Regions from separate parts of the Mus musculus genome. Here regions 2, 3, 4, 5 and 6 are each linked to region 1. Evidence: chromatin contacts called from public Hi-C, HiChIP or PLAC-seq and promoter capture Hi-C data. All regions are on one chromosome and are shown on one strand. Each heading gives the region's core, a stretch centred on a gene start, on an enhancer-like site or on the middle of the called end of the contact. The rest is flanking DNA. Distances are from core to core; before and after follow the strand shown. Region 1 holds the start of Aar2 (AAR2 splicing factor homolog). Region 2 holds the start of Soga1 (suppressor of glucose, autophagy associated 1). Region 3 holds the start of Cep250 (centrosomal protein 250). Region 4 holds the start of Rbl1 (RB transcriptional corepressor like 1). Region 5 overlaps Samhd1 (SAM domain and HD domain, 1). Region 6 holds the start of Samhd1 (SAM domain and HD domain, 1).

The links. Promoter capture Hi-C pulls out the DNA fragments that hold promoters and counts their contacts. A called contact is a pair of places that touch in the nucleus more often than the background predicts. HiChIP or PLAC-seq counts read pairs in DNA pulled down with a chosen protein or histone mark.
Region 2: an H3K4me3 HiChIP or PLAC-seq map of embryonic forebrain shows a contact between it and region 1, with 2.7 times the contacts expected there. The contact joins the promoter of Soga1 here to the promoter of Aar2 in region 1. A contact is called at or near these places in 7 of 39 promoter capture datasets (the HPC-7 cell line, cranial neural crest, embryonic stem cells and 4 more), 1 of 484 Hi-C or Micro-C datasets (the G1E-ER4 cell line), 5 of 115 datasets of contacts at active chromatin or transcription factors (differentiating embryonic stem cells, embryonic forebrain, large pre-B cells and 2 more) and 2 of 9 other capture datasets (embryonic stem cells and macrophages).
Region 3: a contact with region 1 is called in a Hi-C map of CD8 T cells, with 2.9 times the contacts expected there. The contact joins the promoter of Cep250 here to the promoter of Aar2 in region 1.
Region 4: a contact with region 1 is called in a promoter capture Hi-C map of the HPC-7 cell line. The contact joins the promoter of Rbl1 here to the promoter of Aar2 in region 1. A contact is called at or near these places in 3 of 39 promoter capture datasets (the HPC-7 cell line, HPC-7-derived erythroid cells, cranial neural crest and 1 more) and 2 of 115 datasets of contacts at active chromatin or transcription factors (T-cell acute lymphoblastic leukemia and embryonic stem cells).
Region 5: a promoter capture Hi-C map of the C10 cell line shows a contact between it and region 1, with 3 times the contacts expected there. The contact joins the enhancer-like site here to the promoter of Aar2 in region 1. A contact is called at or near these places in 10 of 39 promoter capture datasets (the 3T3-L1 cell line, the C10 cell line, the HPC-7 cell line and 6 more), 2 of 15 datasets of contacts at CTCF or cohesin (large pre-B cells and pro-B cells), 9 of 484 Hi-C or Micro-C datasets (B cells, the Ba/F3 cell line, the G1E-ER4 cell line and 3 more) and 2 of 115 datasets of contacts at active chromatin or transcription factors (large pre-B cells and stem cell-derived neural progenitor cells).
Region 6: an H3K27ac HiChIP or PLAC-seq map of large pre-B cells shows a contact between it and region 1, with 3 times the contacts expected there. The contact joins the promoter of Samhd1 here to the promoter of Aar2 in region 1. A contact is called at or near these places in 1 of 39 promoter capture datasets (embryonic stem cells), 2 of 115 datasets of contacts at active chromatin or transcription factors (large pre-B cells and memory CD8 T cells) and 1 of 9 other capture datasets (adipose tissue).

Annotation. Positions count from the first base shown.
Region 1 is chr2:156,546,154-156,548,853 of GRCm38.p6, forward strand. It overlaps Aar2 (AAR2 splicing factor homolog), which reads left to right and starts at 1,423. Exons shown (of 4, transcript NM_026661.4): 1 at 1,423-1,730.
Region 2 is chr2:157,077,928-157,080,627 of GRCm38.p6, forward strand. Soga1 (suppressor of glucose, autophagy associated 1) reads right to left here and starts at 1,338. Exons shown (of 15, transcript NM_001164663.1): 1 at 302-1,338. The coding sequence starts at 982. It also overlaps a transcript of Tldc2 not described here.
Region 3 is chr2:155,955,172-155,957,871 of GRCm38.p6, forward strand. It overlaps Cep250 (centrosomal protein 250), which reads left to right and starts at 1,387. Exons shown (of 33, transcript NM_001130000.1): 1 at 1,387-1,486.
Region 4 is chr2:157,203,209-157,205,908 of GRCm38.p6, forward strand. It overlaps Rbl1 (RB transcriptional corepressor like 1), which reads right to left and starts at 1,326. Exons shown (of 22, transcript NM_011249.2): 1 at 1,092-1,326. The coding sequence starts at 1,247.
Region 5 is chr2:157,099,141-157,101,840 of GRCm38.p6, forward strand. Samhd1 (SAM domain and HD domain, 1) reads right to left here. Exons shown (of 16, transcript NM_018851.4): 15 at 2,581-2,700; 16 at 1-363. The coding sequence ends at 259. Among named protein-coding and RNA genes, the nearest start is that of Tldc2, 13 kb to the left of the region's middle. Within about 2 kb of position 1,266, at least 43 of the 459 cell types and tissues checked have an H3K27ac peak or open chromatin away from gene starts, as enhancers often do. A contact at or near this core is called in pro-B cells, where this site is marked.
Region 6 is chr2:157,133,732-157,136,431 of GRCm38.p6, forward strand. It overlaps Samhd1 (SAM domain and HD domain, 1), which reads right to left and starts at 1,365. Exons shown (of 16, transcript NM_018851.4): 1 at 1,148-1,365. The coding sequence starts at 1,358.

The DNA.
Region 1 (2,700 bases), core at 173-2,672:
GTGAAGTTGGAGGTTATTTGTCTTCTGCTCTGTCAGCCATTGTAGCTACAGCCAGTCTTGGTAAAGTCACCCGAAGAAGAGACTGAAGGCCTTTGAGAATCCTGCCTTTATAGATAAACAAGCTTACAATCAGGTCGGGAAAGTTGGCAGTACAAGATTAGAGGAGGGTCACATCTTGGCTATGGTTAGTGAGGAGATTAGAAGTAGTATCTATGTATCTCCCAGTAGCTCTGGCTCATGGTGGAGTTCTGATGTACAGAACCACTGAGCACAAGGTTAGTGTACTGGCTCTTCCTGGTTGTCAACTTGACTATATCCGGAATGAACTACAATCCAGAATTGGTAGGCTCACAGTGACCCTAATCTGGAGGCTGGGAGATGCAAGTGTCTGACCTGGATAATGGCATGGAAATCTTGAGGCATAGTGGTTATGAATCCGAGAAGATTAAGACAGGGGAGATCTCTGAGTTTAAAGTCATGTGGGACAAAGCAAGTTCCAGATCCAGGTGTGATGGCACACACCTTTAATCTGGGCACACACTTTCTGCTGGAGACCTACATAAGGACATTGGAAGAAGGAAGATTCTCTCTCTCTCTTGTTCACCTGCTTGCCTTGTGGGACTGAGCAACTGCTAGATCCTTGGATTTCCATTCACAGCTGCTGCTCACCATTGTTGGAGAGCTGGACTACAGACTGTAAGTCATCAACAAATTCCCTTACTATATAGAGACTACCCATAAGTTTTGTGACTCTAGAGAACCCTGACTAATACAGCAAGGCCTATGGATAGTCATTTACTATACACATCATTTGATTTGTTATTAAATACACAGTACATTTATGAGGGCTATGTGCTAGGTTCTAAGGAAATAGAGAAGAAAAAGACAGTCAGGTTTCCTCACTCAGTGCACATTTATAGCTTGACTGCTGTATTCTGTAAGGCCTGGAAAACACTGGGTGGTCATTTCCAGAGGAACTGCTGTGTTTGCGTTTGAAGGGACTGGTTCTCCCTTCAGGCAACAGCCTTGGTTCTGAAACTAGGGATGAATGTGTCTGGAAGCCGGGACTTGGAGATAATAGGGAACTTTTGACATGGTGACCGGCATAGGAAATGTGGCTAAAGAGGACCAACCATGACTGAGCCAGTCTGTGGCTACTGTGTGCCAACACCTGAACCATGCTTTGGCCAGCCCGTGTCTGCTTGAGACCAAAAGGACTGTGGATGGTGAGTATGTTTCTGGACGGGGATATAAAGTGGATAGTTTAATTAAAGTCGTTATTTATAATTCGGGAAGTAAAACGAAACAGTAAGAAGAAAATGAAGTGCTTATCGTGAGGAACCTGGAAGCACGGGCCATTTCTTCTGAGACTCGGGGCTCCGCCGGACTACTTTTTCCGTAGCACCTATCCGGCACCAAAGCAGCCGAACTTCCGTCCCGTTTCCGCGGAACCGGAGCTTGAGGTGCTACGGTGAGTGTCGGCCCTCGGTGCGCCTTTCGGCCTCCGGTTTCCTTGTGTGTGGTCGGGCCACCTCGCTTCTTGTCTCAGAATCGCGCTGGCGGAGTCTGGCTTTGTGAGCTGGTGTCTGAGGAGGCCTTTCTTCCTGAGAACCCGTCCCTGAGGACACCGTGGTCAGGGTCTCTGGGGCTCCCGAAGGAACTTCCCCCCACACCCCTTTAACTGTAACCAGAGAACGAGACTCACTCGAGCTGGATCTGCGTGGCTTCCGGTAAGTCACCTACCCGGCTTCCTGGCTTTATTTAAAGTGCATATTATCGTAAGTTAAAAAAAAAAAATTAAGCTTCGTGTGTATGCTAGGCATCAGGGACTCGAGTCTTGTGGGCATGACAGTCTTCAACCAAGTACACAAAGTTACACACCTGTCCCTGGAACTGAACGGCAACAGGGTAGCCAGAGTGTCATCACCAACATTTGACTTAGTCCCGGGTCGAGGAGGCTTTACTAAGATTAAAAAAAGAAAAATAATTGTGTGACCAAGTGCTATGGGTAGAGTTTTCTCTGGTGTGAGGGTAAGAAAGAAGCCAGTGTGGTTAGAACAATCCTTCGGATTGGGGTGGTATTAAATTAGCTGAAGAGTTGCCCAGGGAAATTCATGCAGCGTTTTCGGGCCATTCCCTAAAGCCAGATAGAGAACGCATTGAGGACCAAGTACTCTCCACTCTTGGAAGGCGGTGAATACGCTGAGGAGTTGTCTCTGTATTGCAGGCTTGTGAAGAGTATTCGTTTGTGTTTCAGACTTTTTTTTTTTTTTACTGTGAACTACAGTCACAAGACTTTTATGCTGTGATCACATGTATATACAAGCACATGTCTTCTTGGAACCATTCCTATCCTTGTTACTTGTGGCATTCCAATAGCTTAAAAGTTCTCTTCTTGGTGCTGGAGAGATGACTTGGTGGTTAAGAGACTTGTCTGCTCTTCCAGGGGACCTGGACTCAGTTCCTAAGGGCGCCATGGTGCTAAACCCACCTCTAACTCCAGTGTCAGGGAATTCAGCATCCTCTTCTGGCTTCTGTGTAACTTTTCTCATTATTTCAGATAGCTTTCTGTCTAAAAATGATTTCCTTCCTTCTTTCTTTCTTTCTTTCTTTCGTTTTGTTTTGTTTTGTTTTTTCGAGACAGGGTTTCCCTGTGTAGCCCTGACTGTCCTGGAACTCACTTTGTAGACCAGGCTGGGC
Region 2 (2,700 bases), core at 88-2,587, 530 kb after region 1:
GCCGAGAAAGCCTGCTGATCTGGGACCGGGGTCCTGGGCAGGTTAGAGGGGGGGAAGGTCAGCCTTGGCTGACTATCCCCACTCACCCATCAGAACGTGTCCTCTAAAACAGTTTTACCGCGGGTGGGAAAGTGCACATTGGGGTCCTTTACTCGGTGTCTTATCCATAATCCTCCTCACCGGAAAAGTGGGAAGAGAAGGTGGGGCACTCTCCCTGCTTGGTCAGCGCCCTGGACTCTTGAGCCCGGATGACCAGTCCTCTCCCGCCCCTGCGCCTCCCCCATCCCCCCCAGGTCCCCACCTTGAGATAGTCGTTCTCGGAACGCAGCTCTTCCAGCTCCCGCACCAAGCCTCCGGGCCCACAGTCCAGCATCTCCTCGGTGAGGTCGGAGAAGGCTAGCGAGGCGCTGAGTGGCAAGCGGCTGCTGCCCACCGACGATGCGGCCACCGACGGCTCATCCGGGGAGGCGGGAGGCCGCGGAGGCTGCTGCCCCGACTGCGCTGGCTGGGGCGGCTGCCCGGTGCGGGTCCCCGCCGGGCCGCCCGCCGCAGACTCGGCGTCGCTGCTCAGCGCCAGCTCCAGGCCCAACTGGCGCGCCTCCTCCGACGCGCAGTCCGACACCTCGGAGCTACTGTCCGTGAGGCTGGGCGGCGGCGGCGGCGGGCGGGGCCCGGTACCGGGACGAGGGCGACCCTTGGCGCGGACCCCCGTGCGCACCCCGGCCACCCGAGGCCCCGTGCCTCGGGTACCAGGAGCCACCGCGCGCCCCTTCTTGTCGGGCCTCGCCGAGGACGCGGTGCCACAGGCTGTAGCGGAGCCCGGGCCTGTGCCGCGGCGGCCTTTGGCCAGAGACCAGCCGGCCACGTCCTTGGGCCGGGCTGGTGATGGCGCGCGGTGGCTTTTCTTCCTCTCCGCGGCGGGCGCGGGCGCAGGCGGGGGGCCGTAGCCCCGCGCCGATGACTCTCCCGCTGGCGTCTCCATCGCGGCCTCCCCGGGTCTCAGCGAGCGGCGCGCATGGCCCGGGAGTGGCCGGCTTGGGTGTCCCTGCGGCGGGTCTCGGATGCGCTCCCGCCGCTCAGGCCGCGACTGCGCTCCGGTCTCCTGCGTCCGGGGGCTGCGCTCGGGCCCTGCCCCGCGCCGCGCGGCCTCTCCGCCACTCGGTGCTCTCAGCGCGCGGCCCGATCTCCTCCAGGCGCCGCGACTCCGACTCCGGCTCCGCCCGGTGCCCGCCCCCTCCGCCTCGCCGCGCCCCCGGAGTGCGCCCGGACCCCGACTGCAGCCTGCTCGGCGATCGCCGCCTCGGACTCCCAGTCCGGCTGAGGCCAGGGCCCCGGCTCCGCCCGGCGCGGCCCGCCCCCCACGCAGCCCCGCCAGCTCCCCGCCCCGCCGCCTCGGCTCGGGGGCGCGCGGCTCGGCGAACAAAAGGCGGACGCGGCGGGAGCAGCGGGGAGGGACGCGAGCGGGGAGCGAGGGAGGGATCCGCGAGGCAACAGCGACCCCCTCGAGGGTCAGGCGGGCCCGGGCAGCCGCGGCCTCGGCTCGCTCCCGCCGCTCCGGGCCGCCGGCCGCTCCTCTGCGGGCTGGGGGATCACACCCGGCCGAGGAGCCTGGAAGCCCGGCGTCGCCGTAGGGGCCTCGTGGACGACAGGAGAGACTATTCCCTGGCAGAGGCCCCGCGGACCTCAAAGGGCCGGAGCCAGCATCCATGCACACCCAGCACCGCGCCGCGCGCCCCTTGTGGGTGCTGAGCCTGCGCGAACTCCGCCCCCTTTAACTGGGCATGACAAACGACCCCATCCTATAGAACCTTAAACTGAACACGACCTGGCACGCGGTCGGTTCTTGGTCTGAGAAGGAAGCAGGATGGATCCTACAGAGTATGCTGGACTCCTTTTGCCTCGTCTATCTGTCCGCTGCCATTGGAACCGTGGCGTTCCGCGTGCATCTTGGATCTTGCACACCCTAGTTGCCTATGAACCCGGGCATAGTCTTGTCTCCCCGACCCCAATTTCATGGTCTTTGCGATTAACTTCAGGCTGTGCCTTGAGGATGCCAGACCGTTAGGTGCTTAGGGGGCAGGTTCTAGGCCGGTTAGGGGCTGGCATGGGACTGTGACCCTGAATACCAACAGGGTCAGATTGACTCCACCACAGACTCCAAGGCCCCAGTATTGGTGGGCATGGTTTCTTTCCTCTTGAGCTATTCAGGCTATCAGAGTTAATTTCTCAGAATCCCTTACACCTTCCTCACCTCTGCCCTCTCCACACTGTGCCTAAACCATAGTAAGTTCTTTGGCCCTGGGAAGGCACTCATCAGCATGGTAGCTGCCCAGTCTCTTGCCACCCAGAAGGTAGCTCGTACACACACACACACACACACACACACACACACACACTATGCAGCCTCTTTTTCTTCCTTTAGACCCTTCTCGGTCTTTCTCTCCCCTTCTCTTTTCCCCCTTCTTTTCCATGGGTTCCTCGTCCTCCTCTTCTTCCCTCATCTTTACTTTGGCTCCTCCCCTTTCTCCTAACCTGACCTACATCATGGCCAACTAGTTCAAGGTCTACTCCTTTTTCTTTTATTGACCCACCATCCACCTCGAAGTACAAGCAGGTCTGCCTAGCACCTGGGAACCCTGAGGACCCTGGGGAGTCCTCCTACACCCAAGCCGCGGAGTCCAGTCCTAGCCTGCTCTAATG
Region 3 (2,700 bases), core at 137-2,636, 590 kb before region 1:
TGTCAAGTCCCACCTCGTGTCTTGGTATATACTGAGATGATTCATTTCTTTGTTTTTGCTTATTTGTTTGTTTTGTCTCTACTAAAATTATAACCAACTGGGAATCAAATAAAAATTTAATGCTGGCCTGGAGAGATGGCTCAGGGGTTATATAGCAGTGACTGCTTTTCCAGAGGTCCTGAGTTCAATTCTCAGCAACCTCATGGTGCTCACAACCATCTGTAATGGGATCGGACGCCCTCTTCTGGTGTGTCTGAAGACAGCTACAGTGTACTAATATAAATGAATAAAAAATTCACACACACACAAAAGAAAGAAAGAAAGAAAGAAAGAAAGAAAGAAAGAAAGAAAGAAAGAAAGAAAGAAAGAAAGAAAGAAAGAAGGGAGGGAGGGAGGGAGGAAGAAAGAAAGGAGGGAGGGAGGGAGGAAGAAAGAAAGAAAGAAGGGGAAGAAGGAAGGGAGGGAGGGAGGGAGGGAGGGAGGGAGGGAGGGAGGGAGGAAGGAAGGAAGGAAGGAAGGAAGGAAGAAAGAAAGAAAGAAAGAAAGAAAGAAAGAAAGAAAGAAAGAAAGAAAGAAAGAGAGAAAGAGAGAAAGAGAGAAAGAGAGAAAGAGAGAAAGAGAGAAAGAGAAAGAAAAGCCGGGCAGTGGTGGCGCACGCCTTTAATCCCAGCACTTGGGAGGCAGAGGCGGGCGGATCTCTGAGTTTGAGGCCAGCCTGGTCTACAGAGTGAGTTCCAGGACAGCCAGGGCTACACAGAGAAACCCTGACTCGAAAAACCAAAATAAATAAATAAATAAATGAAAAAAATCAATGCTAAGAAAATGCGTCAATAATGATTGTACAATATATTATCAAAATAACTCCCCGTTCCTAGCGGAACGCAGTCAAGTAGCGGTAGTCATAACCGGACAAAGTAGCCAACGACACAGTTGTTTGCGAATGTTCTGTTTCCTGGGGCTGCGTGGAGGATCAGTAAAGATCTAAAGCTGAGACATTCGTTTGCCCAGATTTAACTGGAGCTAGGTGCTTTCACCCAGTTACTGTACTTGGCTTTGTTGGTGAGACAGTGCGCAGGTGCACCGAGACCTTGGCTACACGCATGCGCAGTACTTAACTCTGAAGCCACAGGCGGGAGCTTACGGGCGAGTGTTTCTTCTCCACCTCAGAACGTTCAGTGCTAGAATTCAGAGACGGTGACTGTCTTTACTTTTGGAGAGCGACCTTGGTCTCACTATATCCCCCCCTTTCCTTTTGGGCTTCTCTAGTAAGTTGGCTGCCAGTACTTAATATGGCGAGAGGTTTGCAGCGGCGCACTCATTCCCGGCGCTCGGCTGGACTGGGCTGGGCGGTTCCCCACGAAAGGGCGGGAGTTTGACGGGCGGGGCCTGGCCTCCAGACTGAGGGCGGCCCCAGGCCGGGCCTGCAGGTTGCTGCAGCGGCCTCGGTAGCTGCGGAGCGCTTCGGGATCCCCGGGAACCGACTCTGGTGAGGTGGGCAGGGGCAGGCGGGAGGCGCTGAGCGTAACGGTCCGAGGTCCAGGGCCTGGGCGCCCGCGGGGATGTCGCCTGGACAGCGGCTTCCTGTATCCCGGGAGGCACCCCGGGCCCAGAGAGGGGCTGGGACCTGTCCCAGTGGTCGGGGCCTGCCTGCCTCAGTTTCCTGCTGCAGCCGCCGCCCAGAGAACCTCACACTCGGGTGGCCCACTGTCGTAGCCCGGAGCTGACGGGATGAGATGCTGCGCGCCCTGCGGATCACGCTCCGTGCACCCGGGAGTTTTGCAGCGCCCTGTGCTCATACGGCTTTGCATGTGATCTTCCCCTGAAAGTCCGCTCTCAGCCCACTGCCCCATTATCAGAACTTTGATTTTTCAGAACTCAAAGATCACTTCTTTAAAAATCTTTCTTGAGGCCTGCTCCAGGCTCAACTGATCAGATTCTTGCCTTTTGCGAACTTTGCCCAAGTCAGTGTTCTGCCACTCTTTCTTGTTCTGGGCTTGTTAGAAATCATGTCCTTTTTTTTCAACTCTTATGCCCTATGATGACTACTAGTAACTAAAAAAAAGTTACTGAATAGTCGAAAGATGACAGCTCTATTAAATGCATTACCTACAAAGGCCCCTTTAATCCATGCAGCGATCTATGGTGTGCGTTCTGTATATTCACGTTTTATGCACGAAGAAACAAGCACTTATAAATCAAGTTTCACAATGAGCTAGAACCCCCTACGAATATTATGACTTAACTAGATTGCCTTTAGTTTGCTGTTTATACGTTAGCCTGTAAGATATGGAGGTCAGGGTTGCAACTCACGTTTCAATAAAAGGGCTGCTTTTTTTTTTAACCCAGCGTCTTATGCAGCCAGTCAGTGTTGAGATTTCAGGCCTGTGAGTCTAGGCTGGGCCCTGAGAAAGCTTATGAAGTAGGATTGATAATATTACCAAATCGATAGTTTTCTTAACAAAAATCAAGGCCAGCTCTGCACTGTCTTACTGGTACATCTACACCCTGTGCTGCAGGAACATATTGTCACATTTTGCTCAAATTACCTCAGAAAGCTTCAGGTGTGGATGTCATTAATTCATTCCCCTTAGGAAATGCTCTGCAGTGCTGTGAGTTTTATATTTTTTGATTTTGGCAGCTAATGAAATGAGAATAGAATTTGGAATTGAATTAGACTTTGATTTCCGCTTTGCTACTAAC
Region 4 (2,700 bases), core at 76-2,575, 660 kb after region 1:
ATTCTCTAAAAAAAAAAAAAAGGATGTTGAGCTGTAACACCACCAAGAAAACAGGTATAGTAGTCACTGTCCTGCTGTAAAGACAAATTTTATATATGTGTGTGTGTGTGTGTGTGTGTGTGTGTGTGTGTAGTCTCAGGTACTTTTCTCTCATAGGAGTATAGACATGTGTACAACAGTTGCTCCCTATTTCCTACTCCCTGACCAGCAATTATTTCGCTGGCAGTCTGAGTCAGAGGAATCCTATATGTGAATCCTGCCCATGTGTATAATGAAAGCTTTTGTACATCTCAGTTAGATGCTGAAATAGTCTGTCTCGATACCCCCTGGGTATATATATATATATGTATACACACACACACACACACATATATATCATTAACATATGTGTGTGTGTTACTGGGAATACCTAATAATGATAACAAGCACCATTTATTTTATTCAGAGCCAGATACCACATCAATCGTTAGAGCAACGGCCTGGCAGAGAGGAACGTGGGGCTGAGAAGAGCTTTGTGTGTGCTGACTTTGATCTATCTAACTACAGTGCATGGTATAAACGAACTAACTGCTACACTCGATTAGGTGGAAGAATGGAGGAGTTAAAGGGCTCAAACTGCTGTACCAGGTTGCATGGCAAACTGCGTCACCTTGGGCGCTAAATTAACTTCTTACCGACCCCACTTTCTCCCTCTGTGGAATGGGGATCCAGTGGTGTTTCAAACGAGTTGGGGAAGACATAATCAAAGGGCTGAGCAGCGATGAGTAATTCATTTTACCGCGGGATCAGGTCTGATCGATTTAACGGCAGCACCGCGCCGTTTGGGGCACTGGGCGGCGCGCAGAAATCAAGTTTGAAAGTTGGGAGCCTAGGGAACCCCCGCAGAACCGGCGGCTCACTTTCCGATCTTCGGTTTCCCGCCTCAATCCAAATGGGTGGGTTGGCCGAGCTACACCCACCCTTCCCTCCCCGCACTCCTCGGAGACCCTCGTAGGTGGGGAACTCCCACCGCCCGATAGGCTTGGGGCGGGGGCGGGCCGGGGGTGGGGCCTGGCGAGGGTCGGGGCCGCCGCCCACCTGCCGCCGCTCACCTCTAGGCTGTAGTTGCCGCGGATGGCCGTGAAGTCATCCAGGGCTTCGGCCGCGCTTCCCTCGTCCAGGTTCAGTTCCTGGCACAGGGCCTGCAGCGCCTCCCTGGCCGCGGCGACCGCCGCCGCCCCCTCGGCGTGGGGCTCGTCCTCGAACATATCCCCCTCCGGCCCGACGGGCGGCGCGACCGGCTTCGGGGTTTTCTTTTCCCTCCCGGCGAGCTACCCACAACCCCCCGCGACAAAGCGCGCGAAAATCGCCTTCTTGAGCTCGCCTTCCCTTCATCGTCTGCCTCCGCTTTTCTTCTCAAAAAGTCCCTTTCTCCTCTGGAGCCCGCAGCAGCCCGTCTCCCGGAATGGGATAAGAAGATGGACCTCGGACTCTAACGGAGATCTAGCTCGGGCCCTGGGTGGGCAGCTGCGGGGCTCCGGGCCGCGGGGACGGACGTGAGAGAGCGGGGCGGAAGGATCCGAGCCGGTGCTGAGGCTGCCGGGACTGTAGCTCGCGCCCCGCGCTCTCCACCGCGGGTTCCCTGGTGTGGGTGACTTGGGACTGCGAGTCCGTTCACGCTAGTGGGAAGCCTTCTCCATGACACTGTCCTGTGGACCCTAGGTTTGTCAGCTCCCCGGCGCGCCTCCAGCCCGCTCTCACTGAGCTTTGACCCTCGATGGAGGTGGAGGCGGGAGCTGCCGAAAGTGGCTTCTTCACGTAGAAGCGCCACGTCAGAGACTCCCAAATCTCGCCAGAAAGGGATGCAGGGACAAGGGTTTGGGGTGACGGGTCTCAGCCTCACTCCCAGGATTCTGGAAACTGTCCCAGTAAATAGTCGTTTCAGGAATAGAGATGGTCCTCGCGCTTACCTGAAAGGTGTTTTTAAAACCTAAACTAGAACCTGATCGTTTTCACTCAGAATCCTGCACGAGATCATTTTTTGTCTTTAAAATACAGAAAAATAATAGCATTCAGATGCACCAGGTAACTCGTAACCTTGGGAATATCAAGCTAGTTCTCAGTCGCAGGAGGCTTTTCTCCGTGTGTGAAAATGCTATTGTGCATATCTTTGCATACCTTGCTCTTCATCATTTAAGTCTAATTTTAACCTTCTCAGGCCATTACTGAGCAGTACATCTATAAGCTGACACCTAACTTCTATTTCATCGTCTCCATTGTACCTTATCTGAAATTGTCATACTTATTGATCAGCTCTTCCAAGAGAGTTGGATGGTAGGATAGAATCGTTTGCCTTCACTGTATTCCCTGATTTGGATTATTTCTCTTCTACACTAAGGACTTGGGGCAGTGTGTTTGAAAATTACAGAGTAGTCCTTGTTTGGATGAAGGAGTCACTAGAGAAGAAAACAGGGACGTCAAGGCAAGTTATGAAGGAGTTCCTATGCCCCACTAAAGCCTCATGGTATACTCAAAGCAGAGATTTTAACATGTTAATGATGATTAATTTGTTTTGGACAAAATCCACTGCTGCGGGTATGGCCTCGTGGAGACTACCAAGTTTGGAGGTAGTAGAGTGTTGTCTTACATGACGTATCGGAAGGAATCGTTGAATTAAAATACAAAGGTGTACTGCTCAAGGAAGAGTCCTGATATAGGGAG
Region 5 (2,700 bases), core at 16-2,515, 550 kb after region 1:
GTTCCACTCCCTGGTGACCAGGCATTGAATTATATGACCTTATGGGACCATTCTTAGTCAAACCACCACAGGCTAGATAGGAAAAATTTGTTAATGTTACCATTTTTCATTTTGAATGAAAACGAGACCCCCCCACCCCAGCACGAGAATACATTCCAGATACTAAATAAAGGTCATTGGTGGGCCCGGATTATATTTCCTAACTTAATTGTGAAGAGGGAAAGAGGTTTTTGAAAAGAACTAACCGCAGATATTCACTTAAAATTTTAGACATGTTTTTACTTTGGATACTTCTTGGAGGCAAGATGAAGTCTTATTATTCCATTTCAGAGGTGTTATGAGTGGAGCTATAATGTCACCATCCTATTAGAGAGAGAGAGAGAGAAAAGAGAGTCAGGACACAAAGAAAAGCCAGTTTCCATCATTGTATCTGGGCTGTGTCTCAGACACACACACCTCTGTCCTGAACATAGATTGCTTCTACATACACTTCCTCTTGAGAAATTCAAAGCTGTACATGTCCTGTGACTATAAACTAGAAAACACCATAGTCCTAAGCAGACAGAGGTCTCATGGGAAACTGGCTGAGTCACAGGACACAGCTGCCCAGAGCTGCCTGAGTTCACACCCTGCATGGGGCTCACGGGGAGACAGAAGCTATACTGCAGGCTTGCTTCTCTTTTCTCTAGTCTCCTCGAAAACAAATGAGCCAGGTCTGCAAATGGGGGAGGACACAGAGGAGGACAGGGACAAATGACACCCAGAACCCTGGGACCTTTTTCTTTAAATAAACCTCTTAACTTTGGCCCCATTAACACAGCTCCAGCCACATGCACCCTTCCACCCAAGGGTCACACAATGACCCGAGAGGAGGAAGCATGAGCACCAAGGCCCCTGGCCGTGCACGCCTCCTGGAACAAGGCCGGGCTGCCTCTGACCATTCGTCTCAGGTACTCAGCACCTCTTAACCCGCCACTCAAACCCGCCACTCTCGTCTCCTTTCTAGCCCTTGGGTGGAGTCATAGTCTGGAGATGAAGAGGGCAGTGCAGCCTGAGTAGTTTCCCTCCCATCTCCTCTGGCATGGGCTTCAGGGCGTCACCACTCTATGGTTCCAGCTGCTGGAAGGGGCCTCAGCTCCTGGACGCCCACCTGCTCCCTCAGCCTGTCCTAAACTACAGTAAGATCACCCGGGCACTGAGTCACTGTTCCATTTGTTCCTTCGGTTACTTTGGTAACGTCCGGATGTTAAATGTCTTCTGCTGAGCACACCGGATCTGACTGGACAGAGCTCCTGGGAGCTGCTGCTCCTCTCAAAGGCAGCCGCGTTGTAAAGCGCTTACATCACACCTTCGGACTTCAGCTCCAGCAGGTGTTAAGAATGCGAACTGAAAGATTTCACTTGCTCCAGTTCAATGGCTTCAGGCTGCCCCTGGCACACGGATGGCAGGGGGCATCCACCACTCGATGCTGCTCCTGAAAGGGCTCATGGTCTCTGTTAGCTTTTCAGCTTTCCCCGTGCTGTTTCCGTCTCAATGCCCGCCTAATGGCCCTGCTGCTGGCCCTGGAAACAGCCGCTGATCTCTCTCCTCCTTTAGGAGCTGGCCTGTAAGCTTCTCCTGATGCAGGCTTTTCTCATCTAGCCAAGTCTGGCAAGATCTCCTTTGCACCCCAAAGCACGTAACACTACACAATTGCTTTTCACTTGTATGTCTGTGGTACACACTTAGAATGAGACACAGGCACTAAGGAACTATGACCCTCTTAGGTACTGGCTTCATCGTGGTTCCTAACACAGGGCCTGACAAGAAATAGACCATGGTCTAAGGCACTTACCACACACACATTCTATTTCTGTTTTCCTTTAAAAAATAAAAGTGTGTGTATGTTGTGTGTGTCTAAGGTATGTATGTGTGTGTGTGTGTGGTATGTGTGTTGTGTATGATATATGTGTATTCTGTCTATGTATGTGGTATATATGTGGTATGTGTGTGATGTATATGTGTAGTGTGTGTGTGCTGAGTGTGATATATGTGTATTGTGTCTATCTATATGTGTATGTGCAGGGGGTGTATATGTGTCTTGTGTGTGTGCGGGCAATCTTGACTGTGCAGGCACAAACTCCTCAACCTCTTTTAGAATTTTCCCTCGGCATTTCTTATTTTATGAGTATGGTACCCACGGAGGCCAGAAGAGGGCATCAGATCCTCTGGAACTGGAGTTACAGCTGGTTGTGAGCCGCATGTGGCTGCTGGGTGCTGGGAATTGAATCAGGGTCCTCAGCCATCTCTCCAGCCCCACATTGCTACAATTTAAATGAGAACTTCTCAGTGGATAAGAAGGATCACTTTCGGGCTTTCCTTAAAGATTGAAAAGTACACCAGGCACCTCTGTGGCTGCATCCCTACACTCGCATCTTGGGAAGCGAGGCAGGGGACCTGAAACTCAAGGCCAACCTCGGCTACACAGCAAAGTTGAGACCAATCTGAGCTACATAGGACCCTGTCTCACCCCAACTCCAGGTTTCTTTTTTTTTTTTCTTTTTCTTTTTTAATGTACGAGGATGAGCGAGCGTCCCCCACCTGTGGCTTGGTGAAGTCCCTGAGCGCACACCACTGAACAAAGTGCTTCCCGGCGGCGTCCAGGCTCTTCCCGTCTTTCTTCTTACAGTACACCCGAATGAGCTGCTCTGCAAATTTCTC
Region 6 (2,700 bases), core at 115-2,614, 590 kb after region 1:
TCAGAGGCAGGTGGATCTCTGAGTTCGAGGCTAGGCTGGTCTATAGAGACTACATAAGACAGGCCCTGTCTTACCCCACCCCCACCCCCAAAGTTACTCTTCTGTAGAGGGAGAGAAAAAGAGAAACGTGAGTTCCTATTTTTAAGCTTTCTTTCTTTTTTTTTTTTCCCCCAGAGCTGAGGACCGCACCCAGGGCCTTGCGCTTGCTAAGCACTCTACCACTGAGCTAAATCCGCAACCCCTTTTAAAGCTTTCTTAAAGTCAGTCCTTCAGTTAGGCACAAGGGGCTCCACCCCACAAGAAGTAAAGTTCACTGAATTTGAAAATCATAACCACGGAGGGGCCACTTTCCAAGCGAACACCTCCGGGGATCGATCATGCAAGGGGTTAAGCTTCACAGCCACCAACCAAGAAAAAAAAAAAAAAAAAAAAAAAAAAAAGTTGAGCAGATTCAAAGTGTTGACGGGAGCAAGACCAAGAACCAGAAGCATCCCTTAAAATTCTTAAAATTCTTGAGTGGCCAAGTTGTGGAATGTTGGGGTTTCAGTGAATAACTTGCTCTTATGTTGGAAGAGAAATTCCCTTAGTAGCACTCTGCAAATACAATGAGCACATACTGAACCCTACTAGGCTATTATGATAGTCAGTGAGAATCCAGAGATTAAGCACCTTCCCTCCCCTTTAAGGAAAACCCCAAATTCCGGGACCAGCTTCAGAGTTAAACTTAAAAGCGCTCAAAATCTCTCATGGGGCCAAGTGTTCCGGGAGCTGCGGTTAGCACAAAAGGGTCTCCCAAGCCAGGTGAGCCTGAAAGACCGCAAGCCACAGCCGGAGGTCTGGGGTAAAATCTTCTAAGAAGGGCGGGGATCGCTCCTGGCAGAAGTGACAAGTTCCCGAAAAGACCCTTCTACCAAACCTCCCTGGGCCTCTACTAGGTTCGCCGCCCAGAGTGAACCGATGGGCTTGCACTTCACCTGTGCCCACCTCGGGTAGCCCGTGTGTTCGCATCCCGACAGGGCGCCTCCTTCTCCAGCGGCGGGTTCCCGCCAGCCGCTTCCCCCAGAGACCTCCCCCTTAGGATGCCTCCCATGTGGACTCTCCCTGCTCGGCCCCACGGTGGCCATCCTTCGTCCCTCAGGCCCGCTACCTCTGAAGATGTCCAGCACTTTCTTCTCTCGGAAACCACGATTCTCTAAGAAGGAGCACACGTCCTCCGGTTCCCAGGTTCGGAGGTCGGTGTTTTGGAAGTCGTCGTCTGCAGACAGATTAGCTGTTGCAGGAGGAGTGCTCGGTGGCGTCCTTGGGCTGCCATCGCAGCGGGGTCGCTTAGCTGGCTGCTCCAAGGGTGCGCTCTGCATGGCTACCTCCGACACCCGGGGCTGCGAAGTTAAGTACCGCGGCACCGGCTCGCGCGCAGCCGCACTGACACCACACCCCAAAAGTGAGTCCATTCAGTTTTGCCAGCCTCCAGGCCTACTGCGCAGGCGCCCCGGACATCAGCCCTGGGAGCGTGGCCTCCCCGGGGCGCTCGCGCCCGGCCCATTGCGCAAGCGCAATGCCTACGCGATCGCCCTCAACTCCGCCCTTGTGTTTCTCCGAAAGGGTGGTGTTATTAGAAAAGCAAAACTGAGTTGTGGTTAAGAGTGGAGACTTTAGTGAGGACAAGGCCAAAGAGGGCATCTGGGGCTAAGGAAGGTTCACCACGCTCCAGATTAAAAAGGTCTTCTGGTGAACTGCAGGTATCTTCCTGAAACAAATACGTTTTGCCAGGTTTCAAACACCCCAAGCTGTAAACTTGTTAAAATAAAATTAAAAACAAAAAACAAAAAAACCCTATAAGGCAACAAAGCTGCCACTCCTATCCCAGAGCAGAAAACAAGGGACTGGCCCAACTGGAAAACCCTGAAGTGATTGCCAGCTGGTTGTCGGACTGTCCTGTTAGATTCCACATTCACAGTTAGTTGGCAGCAGACCGCCCTATTATTTCCAAATAGACAGTATTTTTACTAATTACTAGTCAGTGTCCAAATAGCAGGCTTTCTTTTTTTTTTTTTTTTTTTTTTTTTTTTTTGGCGTTAAGCCATTTTGGGACAGACCCCAAACTTCCCCATAAATCTTTATCCACCCATTACTAGTACAACGACCACTAATTTACGACACCTCTTCAGAAACCAAGACACATACACATCTAGGTATTTTAACGTCAGGCAGTACAAATGAGATGTTTAGTGGTGAGCCCGACAGCTGTAAGTGATGCTTAGGCATAAAATACAAGCTTGAGAGCCGGGTGTGGTGGCGCACGCCTTTAATCCCAGCATTTGGGAGGCAGAGGCAGGCTGATTTCTGAGTTTGAGGCTAGCCTGGTCTACAAAGTGAGTTCCAGGACAGCCAGGGCTACACAGTGAATCCCTGTCTCGAAAAAACAAAACCAAAAACAAAACAAGCTCGAGGCCCGATGTTCATTACCCAGCAACAAACAAACAACAGACAAACTAGAAATCGGATGAACCAAAATATTCTTAGCAAACAGTGCTGATGTGATCAGGGCCCTGTTCTAAAGGCTTTACAAACATTCATTTAACGAATTTCAGATGTAGGAAAGTGAAGTATAAAAGCTGGGAGAGAGGGCTGGAGAGATGGCTCAGTGGTTAAGAGCACTGACAGTCCTTCCAAAGGTCATGAGTTCAATTCCCAGCAACC